Regions from separate parts of the Anser cygnoides genome. Here region 2 is linked to region 1. The links are chromatin contacts, called in public Hi-C maps. All regions are on one chromosome and are shown on one strand. Each heading gives the region's core, a stretch centred on a gene start, on an enhancer-like site or on the middle of the called end of the contact. The rest is flanking DNA. Distances are from core to core; before and after follow the strand shown.

Region 1 (6,338 bases), core at 2,038-4,537:
GGCAGCGGGAGCCCCACGGGGGTCCCTGGGGGTGGCACTCGCCCCGCTGCCGGCAGCCACACGCAGGAGGGGGCTGCCCTGCCTGCAGCCGCCTGCTCTACGGTGGGAACATCAGCCGTGGTGCAGCTCACTGGCACAATCGTCTTATTTTTAGGCATGTTTATGCCAAGACCAAACCTTTGCACAGATACAGCTGCAGGGGCATAGAAAGGGTTTAGCTTATTTTGTCTGGAATGCGGTATGAACTGTATCTGCAGAATTTCTCTTTCACTCTACTGGCAAGGCACTTGTTTTCTAGAGAAGACTTCACAACTTATGCAACAATACGATCTCCCCATGTCCTCAAAGCAGACCATGCTCTGAGTCATCTCAGAGAGTAAACATGCAAATTATAACGAAGGTTCCACATGTCTATGGTCTTCTTGGCACTCTCAGCCCTGATCTCAGCCGCCAGCACAGCTACGTAGAGGCAGATCCCTCAGCAGCCTGCAGCCAGTGGCTCACTTCTAGCCACATCTTTGTGCTCCGTGGCCTTGCCTGTGCTCCGGGCTGCCCGACGGGCCGTGCCTGTCTGCAGCGCACAGCTGCAAGCACCGGCGGGCTCCCTGCGAGGATTTCACACCTCAGAGGGGTCGAGCCCGGGGGCTGAACGTGCACAGAGCTCAAGCTCACCCCAACTGCTCGCTCACCGGCCGGCTGCGCCAGCACCGGCAGGACCCGGGAAGCCTCGATGAGACGCCAGCACGTTTCCGTTAGTGATGTGAGCCACAGAAAGCTGGACCCGCTGCGTCCGGGGGCTGAAGGCATTCCTTGGAAAATGAAAAGGGCAGCGGCTCTGCAACGCTGCCCCAGGAGAAACCCACGGATCCCATGGGAGCTGCTCCAAGCGACACCAGGCTGAGCGGGAGGTGAAGCCACCCCACAGGGCCGCTGCGACGCGCGCACGCTGAGCGGCAGCGCTGTAGGGCAGCGAGGCTCCTGTGCCACCAGGCACGAGCGAAGCACGCTACCTGCTTCGCCTCTGCGGCACTCTCCCAAGCAGGCGGACAACAAAAGCAGCCAGGAGTCATTTTCTTTTAAGCCTGCCTGCGAACCAAAACACAGATGCCAGGTCTAATTTTAGGCTGCCCAGCCTTGAGAGTGTTCTCTCGATTCTCTGTCAGGCCGGCAGCACCCTCCTCCCCCCGTCCCCGTGCCCACCTGCCCGCAGCGCCCGGGGCCGCTCCTGGCCACGAGGGGCACCGAGGCTGCCGGGCTGAGGCTGGGGGCTGCCGTGGGCTGCTCCAAAAGGAGAGGAAAAGCTGTGCCTGGCCGTGCTTTTTCAGGTCACTGCAAGATCCTGCTGCGGACTCCGGAGCAGCCCAGGAAGCAGCAGTTCTCTTTGCAAGTGGAAGATGGCATCCTCAGAGAAAGGCTTCCCGGCTACAGGGGACACACAAAAGCAGCAGCAAAGCAAGTAACTTGAAAACAGCAAACCAAGCTGAAAGGGCTGAGCTCCCTGGGATTGCCTCACATTTTCTGAAGGGCAGGAGCGCAGATGGACAAAGCACACACCCAGCCCAGCTCGGGGATGCAGCACCCGCGGTACCCGCATCCTCGGGCTCCTGACCGGAGCAGGTCAAGTGCTGCCCGGAGCGGCCCTGAGAGCAGCACATCCAGGCACAAGGGGAAGCGGGTGCGGGGGATCTGGCGGCTCACTTCTTGCCTTTGTGTCTGGGCAGGGACAAGCGCAGGTCTCGCACCTCCACAACCCAAATCCCACGGATGGACTTCAAATGCAAAACTCCCAACTCCACAATCCCACGGATGGACTGCTGCAGGCACTGGGGCCGTGGATGTAATGCTGCTAATACAAGAAGAGAGTGCACATACAAAAAGCATAATTTGTGTCCACAGGTATAATAAGACCCATGCCCACAAATGCACACACACACATACATGGTCAACCCAAGAAAAAATGTGGATCACCTGAAAAAATACTTGCATGTGGAATTTTTCCAGTTAGTGCACCTAGCTGCTGCCCAGCTGAAAGCAATTAACCTGATTGGCAGCCAAATTACTTTTCTCCTTTTCTCTCTTTCTAGAAAGGAAAGAGGAGCTACAGAAAGTCTGTCCAAATACTCTCCAGCAGCATGTCAGAAATGTGCAAAAACTCTGATGCTGCACGTCCCAGATACCCGGGGAGGGGGAGGAGGAAAGAACCTTCGCTGGGAAATTACTGATACAAAAACTTGTTCCTGTGCTCTGTTCTCAGCACATGAGCCAAGGTCAAAGCATTTTTTCTGCCATTTCTAACTAGCAAAGAAGCTAATGCAGCTAAAATATGTAGCTCCAGTCAAACTGCTGAGGAGTCAGTGAGAAAACACCAGAAAACAAGCGAAGTATCACCTTTGGAAAGACGACAAGGAGAAGCCACCCTCTGAGGCCTTCCCCGGCATCAGAGAACACCAGGGAGAAGAGAAAGTGAAGCACCGTGTTCTCCGTCCTTGTCCCATGAGCTGAACGTGCCCCAGTGCATCTGTAAAATGCATTTTGGGAAAACTGCAGCGTAGTCTCCCCACCAGCATTTCGAGGGATTGTTCCTGATGGCACTTATTCCAGGAAAAGCAGGGGGACTGCGGTCTGGCAGCACGGACTAGGGACTTGTATCTGTTTGTATCTTGTATCTGTGTGCTGCTTTCTGCTTTCTACGGCACAGAAAAGCCTCCGAGACCTGCAGAGAGCAGCGCAGCTCACCCGCGTGGCCACCCGAGCCGCCCGGAGCGAGGCAGCATCCAACTGCCGTCCCAGTGGGACGAGTGCCTGCTGCCCGTGGAAAGGGCATTAGCTATAAATACCTGTAGAGCTGGGCTTTATTTTTAAGCTGATTTCTACTACTGTAAAACCACATAATATGTGGTCTGTGTCCTGTCTACACTGCTTCTTCGGATGTATCAGCATCTGACTTTGTTCTCAGCATTTAAAAAGCCCTCCCAGATGGAGAGCTCAGCAGTTCCAAGCCACAGAGGAGCACGGGTGACCTTGCTCTTTCTGGCTTCTGCTCAAATTGCATGAAACAGAAAAAAAGCAGAGGCGGGAGCCGAGCACGCCCTGGCCTGGAGCGTGGCCACGGGGCTGTCCCCAGGCAAGACGCTGCCGCCCGCAACCCCTCGCCTGGCACACGCTGTCCCAGCGCCAGGAGCTGGATGGGGTCAGATCCTCCCGAGGACAGCACTCGGTCTGCTAAAGTAAATGGCACTATTTACAGGGCCTAAAGTCCAGTCCACAAGTGCATCTCTGCAGAGCAGTTTCCTCAACAACAGACCTGGAAAAACAAACCCCGATCCCCCCGGCCCCAGGAACCCAGATCTGGCAGTGCCAGGGCAGGCAGGCATTCATACACCTTGGGGGATTTTTGCCAAAGCCACCTGCTCACTAAAAATCTCCTCTCCCACCCTGTTGATTGAGGAGGAATAACGCCTATTTTGCACGGTTGCCTGGAAGCTAAACGAATTGCTGCTCACAAGTGCTTTGGAAGAAAAGTGCCTGAGGAGCACAAAGTAGCACAAAAATACTGGTAGTATCTTTATTACTGTTAGAATGTATATTGAACTTCACTTATAAATACTTGTGAAGAGGAACCAGGGTGGCGTTCATTATTTTTAAAGCAGGATGAAACACAAAGAGACGTTGCAAAAGCTGCCAGCGCTGCCTGCCGCACGCGCCTCATGCAGGCCCGGAAGGCAGCTCCGAGGAGGAGGCTCGCGGAGCTCGGGGGCTCTCCACATGGGATTTTCTCCTCCTCTTTGCCCCACACCCTGAGTCCGGGAGGGGCGAGGCTGCAGCGGGTGAGGAGCGGAGCGGGCGCAGCCGTATCAGCAGCGATGGACGAGCCAGCAGCGGGTGCAGCGAGAGGGATATGTATGAGGAACCTCCGTCAGAAGTCTTTGCCATGACAACTGGGTCAGTTTCTTTTATTTTAATGAGCTTATTCATAGCACTGTTATTGTTGAAAAGTAAAGGCCATTCTGGCCCAGACGGTGTGCTGTGACTACCGATACCAAGGCCAACAGCCCTGCTGAGTTAAAACCCCCAAGTGCCCAAACTGTTTTCTTCCACTGCAGGCAAACAAAGCGAGGCTTCTCGGCGTTACTCAGCTTTCAGGCAGCAGGGCTGGGCTGGACAGGGCCCCTCAAACTGAACAGCAGGACTGTCCATTCCTGCGGATGCATCCACCGAATTGCACCACCCCACAGGCATAGCTGCTTGGCTCCATACATGGGAGGCGCTTCTCACCTGCCGCTCACTAATGAAGGTGTTTCATTATTCCTGGGGGGCAGCAGGCTCCATGCACCCTTCGCAGGCTGGCCCAGGGGCGCCCACCACAGGGGTCCCCGGGCTGCACCCACCAACCAAACTAGCTCCATCTTCTTAGTGCTGCGGCAGACTTCCCGGTCCTAATGAACTCTGCTCTCCTAGGCTGAGAGTAATTGACTCTGTGTCTCAGCAGCAGAACAGACTGCTGTGTCTAGCTGTCTTACAGAGACACTTGAGAAAGCCTCTGGCAGTGCTGGCATGCAGCACAACGCGATGACACAGACTGACAGGCAGTACAACTCCCGCTCCCGCCAGAGGTGGATAAAAGGATAAAATCGCAGTTTACAATCCTTTATTTCCCTTTGGGTCCCCACGTACAGCATATTGAAACCTACAGATCGGTGGCAGTGGCCCTTTGCAAGTCCCCAGCACCAGTCCGGAGGTTCCTGGGGACCCAAGGGCTGACCGAAGGCTGCTGCCCTGGAGCCCCAGCTCAACACAGCGCTGAGCACGGCCCCCTCAGCCCCCCCAGCCCCCTGCCCACACTGCCACCCCCACAGGGGACAGACGAGCTGAGGTTCATCTCACCTCCTTCTCCGGTGCAGATTTCTCATGGCCCTTTTGCCATAACCAGCATCCTAAAATGCCGAGCCTCACCTGAGTGACAAGAAATGATTGTCATCTCTTCACCTCCTTCCCTTACTGCATCAGTACGGCCCCGTACCTGTTCTCTGTAAGTCGCATGCCTGGAAACAGCCCCTCCTTTCCCAGCCTGTGCTCTCTGTTTGATTTGCAGTGGGCCGCAGGAAATCACAGCGATCCCTTGGTGTCACCACACAGGAGCAGTAACAGACGAGGCTCCTGCCTCGCTCATCAGCAGGACCCCGCTGCTGGCAGCAGTGCTATCGGCCATGCAGGGATGTGTCAACTTCTTCCAGGAGCTCTTTTTTCTCCAAGAAAAATGTGCATTTTCTGCTGCACAGCACAAACCTGAAGCTCACAAGACAACTTCTTTCATACGCTTCAGCTTTTTTAAGCAAATATATCAACAGTTGGACAGAATTCGCTGCCCCTAGATCCCAAAGCCCTTCATAAAGGAAGCCCCACTACTCTGAAATTGCAGGCTGTGAAACGGGTCTCTGGATTTCCAAGCTGAGGATTCTGCCCCACTTCTCACTTAGATGATACCTCAAAACTCTGAGCAATGGGGCCACTGAAAGAGCACTGTTGTCACCCCTGAGGGTGTTAAGTTTATGATTTGTTTCTCACTCTCAAAAATAAATCAGCTGATCATCATATTTCATTCAGCTGAACATCATCTAATCCAGCATTACTCTCTCTGCAAAAGATCCGAACAACCAGGGACCTACAAGGACATGAATGTGCTTTTGTACATCAGATAAAACTTCCTAATATCCTCCTACTGTTCACATTCAAAGTCAAGTCCTCAATTACACTTTGTACCAATTAATTTAAGCTGTTAGCCAGGGGAAACAAGCTTCAGTGAGGACCCATACACGTGTACTGGCGGATGATGAGGGATGAGCTGTGGCACCTCCAGCCCCACGCACACCCCGGGCGTGAGCCGGGGGCACCACAGCCATCGGGCACCTGTGGGGCTGCACAAGAGCAGCGGTGACAGCGCACGTGCACCGCGGGGCTCCCCGCAGCAGGGCACAGCCGTGGCACCCTGCATTCAGCAACCAGACCCCACCGAGTGCCATGCCAGTAGTGACCGAGGAATCAGCCCCCCGGCCTGGCCGGTCCACTCGCAGAAGCTGAGGGCAAGAGGAAAAGGGAACAGGGCAGAGGTTTCGCAGTGTCCCCGCCTGTGGCACGCTGTGGCTCCGCGGGCAGATGAAGGACAGCAGAGGCAGCAGCCAGCGGGGCCTCGGCGTGGTGCCCACTGCATGCCACCCGTCACTGGCACGCGACACCCCCGCAGCTGGAGTCTTCCCCTTCCCCAAAACTTCTCCAGAGAGCACTAATGACACAGTGGTCCTGTGCACCCCCGCTGGTCGCCTGCTGCACCGTACGATCTG
Region 2 (6,338 bases), core at 1,193-3,692, 170 kb after region 1:
ACTTGCAAGTGGCTTATTTGTTCATTTGCACAGTACCTTTTTTATCCCAGTGTTTGCAGTGAGTCACATTTCCTCTGCCCACTGTTTCCTTGTAAAAAGTAGTATAATAATGAGGTACTCTTTTGCTAACTTAGTATTCAGCGTAGGTACAGGAAGTTAAGCTTTTCTATTGATTGTTTTCTATGGTTGTAAGTACAAAAGACTCTGCCAAAGTCTCCTCTGCCAGGCTGGCTTGTTAAGAGCCATCGGTGAAGTGTGTTTTGAACATAATTGCTTCACTTCCTTTGCTATCTGCGCTATCACTTCTGAGAACTCGGGACTCATTGTAGTTATCCAGCTGGGCTGCATTAGGAACTCGAGGCCAGGTTACCTTATCTTATTTATTTTAATGTGTTCTTTTAACTTCGATACAGAACTCCTCAGATATATGTTATGTCTGAGGCCCCAGAGACCTGTGCCAAAGCAGTAGGCAAAGCTCCAGAATTACAGCACTAGCATTAGCAACAAGTGATTTAAACTGAGGCACACCATCAAAAAAGGATGGTTGTCTAGTATATCAAGACCTTAGGTTTCTTGAATTGAGAGTGAACTTCCAGGGACATGCACGTGCAACCACAAATAACCTCTCTACAGAATTTGTTTCAGTTGTTCATGTTGTAGATGACTGAAATGCTCAAAGTAGGTGCCCACGCTCATATGGTATTTCTTAAATCTAATCCCATTTTGATATGATTTTAAAAATTCTGAGTGGAGAACGACTGAAAAAACCAGCACTTTAATAAGATGTCTGTGTGTACGATAACCTTCATTCTACTTCTCATTCCCAAAGCAGACTGAAAAGTAATAAGGTTGCCCGTCTCAGGTCAGGATTTGGAGGACAGACTTATCTCCAGAGTAGGACAGCCCTTGCTGTCTATTCCTGCACTCGCACCAGACACCTCAGAGGAAGGCAGCAGCAGAACCACTTCTCCTAGATGAGGGTAGCACCAGGTCAGCTACTCGAACAACTTACAGGTCCCACAGTCTGCTGCCATGTGGAAGACGCCTGTCAAATGCTTGACATTTATTTTGATTTTTCCTGACCTTGCAATGTTGTTTCAGTTTTACCCATGTCTAACCTCAGCCAGCAATGCTTCATCAAATGCCATTTCAGCCAGACTCCAGCTAATACTTTCAGCCCCGCTTGATGAGTCACACAGGGAAGAGCCGTAACAAGAGATTATTCTGCAGCGTGCTGCCTCTGCGTGGCCTTCAGAACACGTAAACAGCCTTCGGTGCTGCTTCTTCGTCCAGCAAGCTGGCGCTTCTGCTGGGACCCGCTGGAGCCGCCGTTCCGAGCCAGCGGAGGCACGGCGGGGCCCGACCCGCGGGGCGCCCCCGGCCGCCCCCGGCCGCCCCGGCGGCAGCGCGGTGTCGCGGCGCCCCCTGGCGGCAGCGCGGGGGGGTCCCGCTGCTCCCCCCGGCCCCTGCCCCTGCCCGGCCCCGCGGGGCGCTGCTGCGGCGCTTCCCAGCGCACGGGGCCCCGGGTGCGGCGCCGGCGGCGGACAGAAGGCTGGGCACGGGGCGAGTGCAAGAGGGGTAGGAGCCGCCCAGTCAAATGGAAATACAAGAAGAGTGTGGGGAAAAGCAACGACATTTCTGGCAATCGGTGACTAGCTCCGGATGAGGTTATCCATCTCTGTTTTTCTCTTTTTTTTTTGTGTATATTTTCTTTCCTCTTGCTCTTTCCTCTCTTGAAAAACAAGAGGATTGACAACCAATGGTATGCGCTCATGAAAGAAAATATTTTAAGTGCAGCTCTTGCAACAGCATAGCTTTCAAAACAGCGCGCTGGAATTGACCAGGCAGACCCAAATTTGATTTTATCCTGTGGTAGGATCAGGGCTAATTCTAAGCTGCCCCACATACTGTAGGAATCCATGCAGGCTATATTCCCCTGACGTGTTAATTCTTTATCTGATGAAACTCTTCTGACCTCCTCGTTCCTTCTTGCCAGCCATCCCAGTGCCACAGGGAGCTGACCTGGCGCTGGTGACACACACTGCTCCTGCGGGACTCAGTTCTCCCTGCTGGTGCCGGGCGGCTGGCGAGGCAGGGGTCAGAGCCCTCATGTTGTTGCAGTGCTTGCAACACATGCATTGGCAGACACCTCGAGGTCTAGCGCAATGCTGCAGCTGGCAGTTCTTCCTTTCCCTGTCTGTCAAGCAAGAGCAGAAGAAAGCAAGTGCTGATGGTGGGGCCCCCCGCTTCCCTGTCCCTCACAGCACTTTCAGAGGCTGCAGCAAAGCTTGAGGTATAAATGTTATTCCAGGCTTTGCTCTTCTGTCTGAAAAGCGTCTTTCACCCTAACCCATAGTCATGGATCATGGTCTGTGGGTGCTGTAAGATGGGCGAGGTACACATTGTGAAATCCCCACCACAGCCAGGAGGAGAGGGGCCAAGACCTCAGCGATGTGGGGAGAGCAGGTGGGGACTGAAACGCCCTGTCCTGCAGGCAGCCAACACAGACTCACACTGTGAAGACTTCCAATGCCAAATACCAATTGTCATTGCCTCTGGAAAAGCAACTGGCGTTTACTACAGAAGGCTTGAACCTGATTAGGAAACTACAAGAATAATGGAAATTTCTGGTCCTTTAACATAAGCAGTGAGTTGTCAAAGCCACCTTGGTCTGAACCTCCTAGCGTTTTTCCTCCCCTTTGGATTCCAGGTACAGTAAACACAAATACGATTTCATGAAACAACATTTTTATTACGCCTTTGCCTCTGACACTGCTTATAACATTCTTGCTTTTTCTCATTTCCACTCTGCTCTAACACTCAACACCAGAGTGTTGTGTGGGTCCTGTGTGCGGATCCAGGCGCTGCGAGAGAGCCCTGCGCTCTCCCCTGTTGAGTCATTCACTATTCCAGGAGGTGCAAGCGATTCTTCACCACCCTGAAAACAAATAAAGAATTTGGAACAAGTTGAAAAGTTAAAATGTAACATGGACATTAGTCTGCAGTAGAACTAGGGATAACACAAAAAGAAAGCTGCTTCCTCTCACAAAAAGCTGTGAGAAAAACAACGTCTCTTTATTTACATGGTCCTTTAGTACTTCAGCAGACCACACCAGCAAGGTAGATAAGGTGACGCTTCACAGCTGGGCGAGCACGTGCTGAGAGCCAAAGTCATCAGCCCAGAGCTCCCCCGTACGATCGGGGTCCCTGCCTGAGCCCAGCCTCCTGGGGAGAAGCTGTTCTCTGTCATTACAAACCTGCCTTTGCACTCATCCCAAGCTAACCGTGGCTCCTTGCAGGGAGGAACAAAGGTGTTTTTATTTTATTGGGAAAGCATCACTGGAATACTTCTGCCATTGCCTTACAGCTTCTAACACACTCCTTTTCCACAGAGAGGAAGACAAAGAGTCTAAAGAATATGAAGTAGATGGAAGATTTAAGTTCTGACTGAATAATTTTCATTTTTCACAAATTATCATTTTGTCAGGAAAATGGTTTGTCAGAAAAGCTCTGCCAATTTGGTCTCCACACACTACCCTCCCTTGCCTGAGGGCATTATAGAGCCAGCTGTCAAGTGATGATTTAATAGACCCAAGGGACATTGCTAGTGGAGGAAGGTGACTTTTTCATCTCTCATACATGGGTGGCTCGTGAATATACACGCCACTTGTACACAACCTTTCTACTCTACAGAATCCACTCTTCAAGAAGGGCAGAGTATGAAGTCAAGTTGAGGGGCCACTCCTACCAAAGGAAGCAGAGGACTGGAGGACTCTCAAGGAAAAACAAACAAACAAACAGGAAAACGGGGAGGGAAGATTAATATTCTTGTGTTAACAGGCTGGCTGAGCTCTGGGGCTTATAGACCGAGGCTTTGATTCTGTGAAGCAAGAGGTGGGAATCCAATGCAGAGAGAGGGCGCAGCTAGAAAGGATGGGGCTATTTAGCACAGAGGATGAGGAGCGAGAGGAGAAACCAGAGGCAGTGGGAATACAAGAAGTGAGTAGGGGCAAAAAAAATAAGCTTAGCCTTGGAGAAGCTGAACTGAGAAGTGATTATTTAAAATAATAAGTTGTAGGTGAGAGACTGAGCAAGGAGAGAGAACTTGATGGATCCAAAACCAGACCTGGGTGTCCTGAATACCAGTAAGGCATGGGACCACCGAGCGAGAGGGGTACAGCAGAGGTTAGAGCTATCCGCAAGAGTGAAGCACAAGGGCTGCGGAGTGGCTGCATGAGGAGAGCACAAAGGGAAGCTTGGTTACCTGTGCTAAAGTCTCATGAGGGCTCTGAGAGTAGTATAACAAGGAAGGAGCCTTTTGCCCTTCACTGCGAGGGGTCGAGGCAGGTTCAGGGGAAAACGGGCCGGAGCTGCATCGGGAAATGAGTCACACACAGCCTTTGCTCTGAGCCCAACTTGACATGAGCTGAGAACACTGAAGGTAGTGGGGAGACCAAGTCCAAATCACTTTTATTCTTCAAACTAGCAAGACAGACATCTTTTCTCACTGTCGGAGTCTGTGAAGAATGAGCTTGAGCAGTAAGATTTTAAGGATGTTTCCTTCTTAAATTTGTCTGTAGTTCCTCCAGGTGGGAGTCGTGTGTCTGGCATTAGTCATGCAGGATCTGGGTGCTCTGTCTGAGATGACAGCTGCCCCCCTCTGTGACACCAGCCCCCGAGAAGCTGCTCCTTCTGTTCCACAGGTAGGACAGGCGATTTGCTGGAGGTGCCTGTCTCCACTGACTATGGCAGGAGGATAGTTTAAACACCTTATTTTAGAGATTTAGGATGGAACAGGCTGCATTGCTTACATGTACTGTCAGGCATGCTAGTTTCAGGTCACAAAACCCTGTATCGAGGGGAAGACTTCTGACAACCCGTAGGCTGAGACAGAGGCTTCGGTCTGAGATGGTCCCTCCCATAGCAGACGGGCTGGGAAGAACTCTTCAGGAGGCAGCAACCACCCACTCAAATTTACAGAACGAGAAAGTGAGGCAAAGCCATGCTGCCTGCATAAGCCACGGTCTCTGAGCTGATTTATTAAGAGACATTTGAGATGTTGATACAAGAAAATGGCCTTTTCACAGGTACCAAAGGAAGGGCTCAGTCCTGAGCAGGGCCTTGTCAGAAAACTTCAGTCTGCTCAGGATCCCTGCCAGGCTGTGAGAAGTGTCACAGGCTCTCCATCAAGGCACCAGTAGAAGTGGTTTCTAGGCTGTGAGGGAGGCAGCAAGCACTTTATTAACAACATCCAGCAGTAACAAGAAACAACATTTAGGTCTCGTGCACAGTGGTGCACTGAGGATTTTGACTGTCGATACACTCTGTAATTAGATTTTGATTCTCAGGACCAGAAGTGTCTTTTGGATTTTGCATTAAAAGGTGATAGTGGAGGAATCAGTTCCAATGTACATTGGGGTAAAGGTCAGTAGGACAAGTTACACAGCAGAGCTGAGCTGAGATCATCCCTCTTTGGAAACCTCCGCCAGGAGATACTAAAGACATGGCCTTCCTGTTCCAGGCTAGCTCTAAGTGGGTTATTTCCGATAACCGCCCTCGAAAAAAGGGGGATGGGAGGAAGAAAAGCAAGTACCAGTTCCTTGCACAATGGGAGAAAACTCACAGCTCGCTCTGGTTTCAATGAAAGGGTGAGAAAATTGCTTCTTGAAATGCTTTTCAGAAGGGGAGAGAAAAATCCTTCCTATCGCTGCAGACCAGTTTAAACACTTAAAAAGATATTGACCTGATATTATGTGATGTCCTTTGTTCCAAGGCTCAAACACTAAATGCACGTGAGTATCACTGGGAACATTCTGAAACTTGTCATTCTGCTGGCTGTTGTGCTTCTTGGTGGCTCTGATTCAGAACCACTCTCTAATTCTTAGTATCTCAGCTCTGGTTTTATGGAAGCTTTTATGTGGATAAAACCAGCTTTATTTTCATGCTTATTTAACATAATGCTTTCCTTGGGAAATAAGGTGCAATGTGAGTTTTGAATCAGCAAAACATAGAAAGTTACTTCCAGCTACAGATCATTCAGCAACTTTTGAATTGGTAGTGACCCACACCTCACAGTCAGTTTTTATCACTTGAAAAGTCTGTTCTATGCCTCATCAAAATGTTCTGGAATAAAGCAAAGCAAACCAGGGGATATAAACCTCTGAACTTTAGCAAATGGATAGAGGTGTCATCCGAAACTGCAGAATGCATTTATAGAAGTAAAATAGTTACAGTGTTGGTAGTGCCAACCTTACAAAGAATTACAAGACCTTCAGTGAGGTCTGGACCTCGGTGTGACACATTCAGGCTGAAAAATAGACTTCAGTCTTGCCAGCCTT

The links. Hi-C and Micro-C count contacts between places; a contact is called where the count stands out from the background.
Region 2: a Hi-C map of liver shows a contact between it and region 1, with 5 times the contacts expected there. The contact joins two enhancer-like sites. A contact is called at or near these places in 3 of 7 Hi-C or Micro-C datasets (granulosa cells and liver).

Annotation. Positions count from the first base shown.
Region 1 is chr13:21,353,589-21,359,926 of Taihu_goose_T2T_genome, forward strand. The region is part of intron 1 of AR (androgen receptor); the gene reads right to left. Among named protein-coding and RNA genes, the nearest start is that of AR, 15 kb to the right of the region's middle. Within about 2 kb of position 3,288, at least 1 of the 3 cell types and tissues checked has open chromatin away from gene starts, as enhancers often do. A contact at or near this core is called in liver, where this site is marked.
Region 2 is chr13:21,522,264-21,528,601 of Taihu_goose_T2T_genome, forward strand. No RefSeq gene overlaps it. Among named protein-coding and RNA genes, the nearest start is that of HEPH, 67 kb to the right of the region's middle. Within about 2 kb of position 2,443, at least 1 of the 3 cell types and tissues checked has open chromatin away from gene starts, as enhancers often do. A contact at or near this core is called in liver, where this site is marked.